Regions from separate parts of the Callithrix jacchus genome. Here region 1 is linked to region 2. The links are chromatin contacts, called in public Hi-C maps. All regions are on one chromosome and are shown on one strand. The core of a region is the stretch at or near the end of the contact, and the rest is flanking DNA. Distances in the headings are between cores, read along the strand shown.

What was found. A called contact is a pair of places that touch in the nucleus more often than the background predicts.
Region 1: a Hi-C map of skeletal muscle shows a contact between it and region 2, with 5 times the contacts expected there. The contact joins the promoter of RWDD3 here to the promoter of ALG14 in region 2.

What each region holds. Positions count from the first base shown.
Region 1 is chr7:133,194,349-133,197,778 of calJac240_pri, reverse strand. RWDD3 (RWD domain containing 3) reads right to left here and starts at 2,033. Exons shown (of 4, transcript XR_013520277.1): 1 at 1,925-2,033. It overlaps LOC144577056 (a long non-coding RNA gene), which reads left to right and starts at 2,399. Exons shown (of 3, transcript XR_013520278.1): 1 at 2,399-2,534.
Region 2 is chr7:133,038,574-133,041,785 of calJac240_pri, reverse strand. ALG14 (ALG14 UDP-N-acetylglucosaminyltransferase subunit) reads left to right here and starts at 1,751. Exons shown (of 4, transcript XM_035252210.3): 1 at 1,751-1,893. The coding sequence starts at 1,761.

The DNA of each region.
Region 1 (3,430 bases), core at 784-3,283, 160 kb before region 2:
TAATTTAATTACCTATTGATGCCAGAACACTGAATTAAATTAATTAGGAGGCATGGCTTGAAAGTCATGCTCAATTTAACAGCAGATAAAGAGTCCACAGTGTTCTCAAGATTAAGAAACTATTTTCTTTCTATGCTTACATTTTTGGGTTTTCTCTGACCCTTCAGCAGTGTTTTATGCCCAGCTGTGTACTAATGACCCAGACTATTACCAGTTCTTTAAGGTGTGATGGGAAATCGCAGGTTCATTTTTCCAGGACATTCCCAACTGAGCCATAATAAAGGAATTTAGGAAAACTGATGATCTCTTCAAATAGCTGCCTCAGGCAGAAGTAATTATCAATAAAGGGAACAGTGGAGCCAGAGAGGGAGATGGTGAAGAATAACCCAATCAGAAGAGGGACGACAAGAAAACACTAAAAGTGAGTAAATCCCTTCATATGGATTTTAAACAATTGTTTCAAAAAGATACAAGGCAGGCTAGGCACTAAAAAGCAAGCAGCTCCACTACTCTAATAGATGCAAAGTGCCTGGAACACAACAATGCTCAACGAGTGGATGTAGGCGGATGAATGCAAGAAGGAATAAAAGAAGTCGACTCCTGTTCTTCAGGGAATAACATACCTGATGGATACCATGAAAGATCTTAAGCTTAGATGGTTTTCTCACAACATCCAGCTCATTTTTAGACTACCTTCTTCAAGGTAACCTTCTTAAAGGTTAACTAATTTATGGTCAGAAAGCCAACATAACATTAGAATGATCAGTCTCGTGGGCCAAAAATGTACATAATGTATCTAAAAGCTAAGTGAAAACTGAAGATCCCCTGCATCACTGCGCTTTCTCATCAATGGCAGTTTTTATTTTTTGGTTTGGTTTTTGTTTTTTACTCAATAGAAGCCACATTTAGGGACAAACTAAGTTTTACCTATTATCAAAATATAGTCAAAAGAACCTCTCTACACTGCAAGCTCATAGAGGCCATGGGTAGCAGTGCCTCTGAAACCCTGTCAAAGTCTGCTGGGAGCAGGGCTTAATGTGGGCTAAATGACTAATAACGCCCTCAAGAGCTTGTTTTTAAAAAAAAAAAAAAAAAAAGTGTCTGAAGGCCAGGCGCTGGTGGCTCAGGCTGGTCACTCACAGCACTTTGGGAGGCCAAGGCGGGCGGATCAACTGAGGTCAGGAGTTGGAGACCAGCCTGGACAGCATGGTGAAACCCCATCTCTACTAAAAATACAAAAATTAGCCGGGCATGGTGGCACGTGCCTGTAATCCCAGCTACTCGGGAGGCAGAGGCTGCAGAGAGTCGAGATCCAGCCACCGCACTCCAGTCCGGGCGACAGACAGAGACTCCGTCTAAAAAAAGAAAAGTATCAGAAAGCAATCAACTTAACAGAATGCAGATAAAGTTAAGGTTGAGCACTGACTAAACTAAAATGTTCAGTCAACAAGCGTTTACCAACTACGTACCATGTGTCTGCCCTCGTGCAACTTAAGATGTCCAAATACCCATGTAGAGTTAAAACTGGGGAGTGCTCTCGAGGGCCTAGGGCATAGTGCTTAGCAGGGACACAGAACGCCAAGGGGGCGTCGGCACAGGCTTCTTTCCAGGGTGAGATCTGAAGGGCGGGGGGCGGGGGGGGGGCCTGGGGCCGCGCACCGCAGAGGCCGGCGGCTCAGGGCAGGACCCGCGACAGAGGCCCCAGGGAGCGACGCCGCTCTCTCCGGGTTTCTGGGATCTCCTCACACTCCCGCCCGCTGCGACACCACTCCGGCCTCCAGACGTGTCACTCCATCATTCAACTAACTCGGTCCCCAAACGTGAGCCCAGGCGGTGCGCCCAGGCTCTGTGGTGGGGAGGAGCCGCAGAGAGAACGCGGACGGCCCCTGAGGGCACCCTGTCTCTCGCGCGCGGGGGTAGTCACCTGAGCGGCTCAGCACCTCCCACTCGTGGGGCCCGCAGAAAATCGCGGCCAGGGCCGAGAGCTCCTCCTGCACCGGTTCCGCCATGACTGTGGGCCCAGCCACTTCAGCGCTTCCCCTTCCGCCGCTGCCGCCGCAGCCGCCGCAGCCGCCGCAGCCTCCACCCGCCAGGAGCAACACCGCTCGCGGCCACCCGGGGGCGCCCCGCGCCTCCGCAGCCGGGCGGATCAGGGGCGGGGCGAGACGGGTCGAGGGCTGAGCGAAACGGGACGGGGGTGGGGCGAGACGGGGAGGGCCCTTAAAAGTTCCGCCCAGAAGCGCCTGCTCATTAACGACTGACGCGAAGCTCAGCTCCTCGTTTTGGGGGTTTTCTTGGAAGCCAAGGTCCAAAGCCTCAGTCTGCAACCTAGGCTACCGCCCAGCTTACCCGCGGCTCTTCTGAGTAAAGGGAGACCTCCCAGCAAAGCCTGAAAAACCTCTAAATGTAGCTGCAGGCTTCGAACCCTGACCGTCCCCTCCCAGCCTTGGGCTGCTGGGGTGGGGATGAACTGGGCGAAAGACACTTGAGAGTTAGGAAGAAACAAACAAGCAGGGAAGTGACCGGGAGACGAGGTGAGACCTTGCCTGGTTCCGGTTTGAACTGAGTGTTGGAGAAAACCACAGTTAACAAAACAAGCAGAATTCTCCGCCCCCTGGAGCTGTTAGCAACCCAGGCATCTGATGCCTGCCCAACTGGTACTGGCGCCGGAACTCGACAAGGTCGGGATTCCGGGGCCTCTTTCTCCTCTCGTGTGCAAAAGGGGAGGATCAGGACCTGCCAGTTCTGGCTTCAGGATTTTGACTGGACAGACCTGGACCTCTTGGGAACTGTGCGCCAAAGTCCTAGGAGCAAAGTCGTAACGCTCCTCGTTTGTCTCCTGCCTTCACAGGGGACAGCCCTGCTGAAAGCGGCCAGTGGGAATCCTTGGCCACTGAGGAGGATATGAGTCCAGAGTGTAAACGCTAGCTTTTCAGTGTTTTAGATTTTGTGATATTCAATGCATACAATACAATGTGACTCTTGAAGCTTAATAATGAAATTATCATTCTTGAGTCCAGCTCCTAAATTTTAAAATGTGACCAATACCAATATGGTAACAGGATGAGCAATCCACTCTGTTTTAATTATAGTGAACAAGATTACAATACTTATCTGCAGTAGGTCTGTCTCTAGGATGTTTGCCTGGTCTTTTTGCTTTTCAAGTAACAATCTAAAATTTGGCAGCCCCCAAAAGCAGCTGGTCTTGCTCATGGAGTTCTCACAACTTTTGTTTGTATGAGTAATCTCATTTCATGAGATAAATCAGAGCATTTCGATGGTTATGCAGTGCCTCCTGTCATTGACATACAGAAGTCATGACAAAGTTGGCTGATTTTAAGACCCTGCATCCGTTCACCATTACCATTCCCACTGTTGGTTAAAAAAAAAAAAAAAAAAGGAATTTGATAAAGGAAAAGATACGGGCTTC
Region 2 (3,212 bases), core at 502-3,001:
GGGTGGATCACGAGGTCAAGAGATTGAGACCATCCAGGTCAACATGGTGAAACCCCGTCTCTACTAAAAATACAAAAAATTAGCTGGGCATGGTGGCGCGTGCCTGTAATCCCAGCTACTCGGGAGGCTGAGGCAGGAGAATTGCCTGAACCCAGGAGGCAGAGGTTGCGGTGAGCCGAGATTGCGCCATTGCACTCCAGCCTGGGTAACAAGAGTGAAACTCCGTCTCAAAAAAAAAAAAAAAAAAAAAAAAACACATTCTAGGCTCCAGGTATGTGTGGTGATCAGTCACGTTTGAATTTATCAAAGGAATACAGGATGCTGTACTCCTATGCAGCAGGACTTAGATTTTTGGTTTCTGATTCAAGATCTGATGCTATTCCACTTGGGCAAGCAGTTACACCTTGCTGAACCTGTTCACTCATCTGTCCAACGTATACCTGTCCAACGTAACCTACGGGTAGGTCTATGGTGGACTGAAGGCAATATTTGGAGTTAAGGGGTTCCTAATCTTAGTATTTTATGTTGTTGTAATGTGAATTAATTAGACATAATAATAAGCAAAATTGGGATTGCAGGGGGTGTTGACAGATCATCATTTTGGCTGAGGACATGAGAAACACACTGGAAATTCTTTGTGGTAAAGTTAACGGAATGTTTATTGTAGGACTGTGCCTTTTCTATCCTGCTACCTAGAGCCCCTGAGCTTTCCGCACCTCTCAGGAGTGTGGCTTCCCTTGAGGTGGTCACCCTCAACTACTGTGGTCACACTGAGAGCTGTGAAAACACCTAGAAAAGTTAAAAACACAGGTGTTGGGAGAGAGGGGGTTAGGGCCCTAAATTCGATGTCTAAGCCTAGGGTCCTTACTGGCGGAACACTTTCAGTAATGCCTGTGTGTGCAACATTTTTTACTGCCATTTCTCTTAGCACTAAAAAAAAGAAGAAAGGATGTGTTCCCTTAGCTTCAGGTGGAATTCACAAAGTTGCTAGAGCCAGAACATCTCCTAACTAGGGGGTTTCAGGGCCTTTAGGGCGTACAGACGGCCTGACCTCGTCCTGGGCGTAAATCAAGCTTCCCCAGCGCTTAACTTTCCTTATTTCAGCTTACGCTTGGCCGCAGCCCCGCAGAATCCGCGGTTCCGCTGACAAACGTGAACGTAGAGAACGTAGAAGCCTTTGATTCTAACATGCAGTTTCCTTGTACGGCTGTTGTGCATTATTAATCTAGGTATTGCGTATTTTAATTTTTTATTTTTTTGAGACGGAGCCCTACTCTGTTGTCCCGCTGGAGTGCAGTGGCGCTATCTCGGCTCACTGCAACCTCCGCCTCCAGGTTCAAGTGCTTCTCCTGTCTCAGCCTCCCGAGTAGCTGGGACAACAGGCGCGTGCCACCGCACCCAGCTAAGTTTTGTATTTTTAGTAGAGGCGGGGTTTCACCATATTGGCCAAGATGGTCTCCATCTCTTGACCTCGTGATCCGCCTGCCTCGGCCTTCCAAGTGCTGGGATTACAGGCGTGAGCCACCGCGACCGGCCGATATTGCGTAGTTTAGGAAACACGAATGCTACATGCTAAATGAGGTAAAATGAATTGTCAGCAGGACCCGGGCTGCTTCCTCGGCCCTCGACTCCTCCCAGCTCAGGCAAGCCCAGCCCCCCAGGAGGTGCGTCACTCCGCGTTTGAGTCGCTTCGGCACCCGTAGTTGTGAACTTTGACCGCGGCTAGCTCCGGGAGTGGGACGCATGCGCCGTTTCTCTGCATGGTGTGTGTGCTTCTAGCTGCGGCTGCAGGAGCTGTGGCCGTCTTCCTAATCCTGCGAATATGGGTAGTGCTTCATTCCCGGGACGTTACGCCCCGGGAGTCTCTCAGTATCTTGGTAGTGGCTGGGTCCGGTAAGTATCGAGGAGGCGACGGGTCGGACTTGAGTTTGTCACTACAAACCCTAGAGTGCACCGCGACACTCTTCCCAGGTCCCCTTAGCACTTGTTGGAGTGTTGCATGCAGAGATTTGTAGTTTCTCTGCCCTACCGGAACCGGTCAGTTTAGCCAGGGTAAGGGCTGGTTTGCTGACGCGGCCCAGGAGTCTTTTTATGACAAGTAAGTTACACTCGTCTGTAATTAAGACTCTCTGTAGTGTATGTTTTTATAACAAATAATTAGTGAACAAAGAGAACGTAGAAGCCTTTGATTCTAACGTGTAGTTTCCCTGTATGGCTGTTGTGCGTTATTAATCTAGCTATTGTGTATTTAGTTTAGGAAACACGAATGCTACATGATAAATGAGGCAGAATGAATTGTCACATTTAAAAATATACAGAGTGCACGAGAATGAAAACAAAGATCTACGAACTGTAGAACCATACACACAGGGTGGCAGTGTGAGCAACACACTGACCTGTCAGGTAATACAATCTAAACCCGCCAACTCTGTAGGTGCTTACAGTTTTAAATAGTTTTGACAGGGACGGACAGACAGACACACACACACACACACACAATGTAAACATTTGGGGATGGCAGGAGATTGCATCCAGATAGAACATGTATAGTATGAGCAAATGTACTAAGTTTATATTAAAGTATAATTCATTACTTTATTCACTTGATCTCTTTTGAGCTTTTAGGCCAAACACTAAACTAAACTCCGTAAATAACAAAACTGACTAACGTTACTTGCTATAGAGTGCTGACTCCGTGCTAAGTCCTGTGAAAGATGCAAAGATACAGCAGTGAATGAAGTAGAGAATACAAAAACACTAACAGAAAATAAATCAAAATGAGTGTTTGCCACAATGAGATAAGTGCCATAATCTTGTAATAATTGTGTGAGAAGTACAAATTGCTATGGCAGTCTTCAGAAAGGGCACGACTTTATCAGGTCTTAAAACAGGCAGCTTCCTGGAAGCAATGATGCTAAACTGAGACTTGAAAGATGACCAAGAATTAGTCAGATGAGGGAGAGCCTGGGTTTTGAGGACTGGGCGGGTGTGAAAAGAAGGTGATAGCACTTGGAATGGCCAGAGGTGAGAGAACACTATTGTGTAGAGTTCAGTGCGGGGAGGTAAACTGAGTCCAGACTGTAAAGGGTGTTTAAAATCCTGCCTTTTTTTTTTTCTTGATACAGTCTCACTCTTGCCCAGGCTGAAGTACAATGGCATGATCTCCGGTCACTGCAAATCCGCCTCCAGGGTTCAAGCCCTTCTCCTGCTTC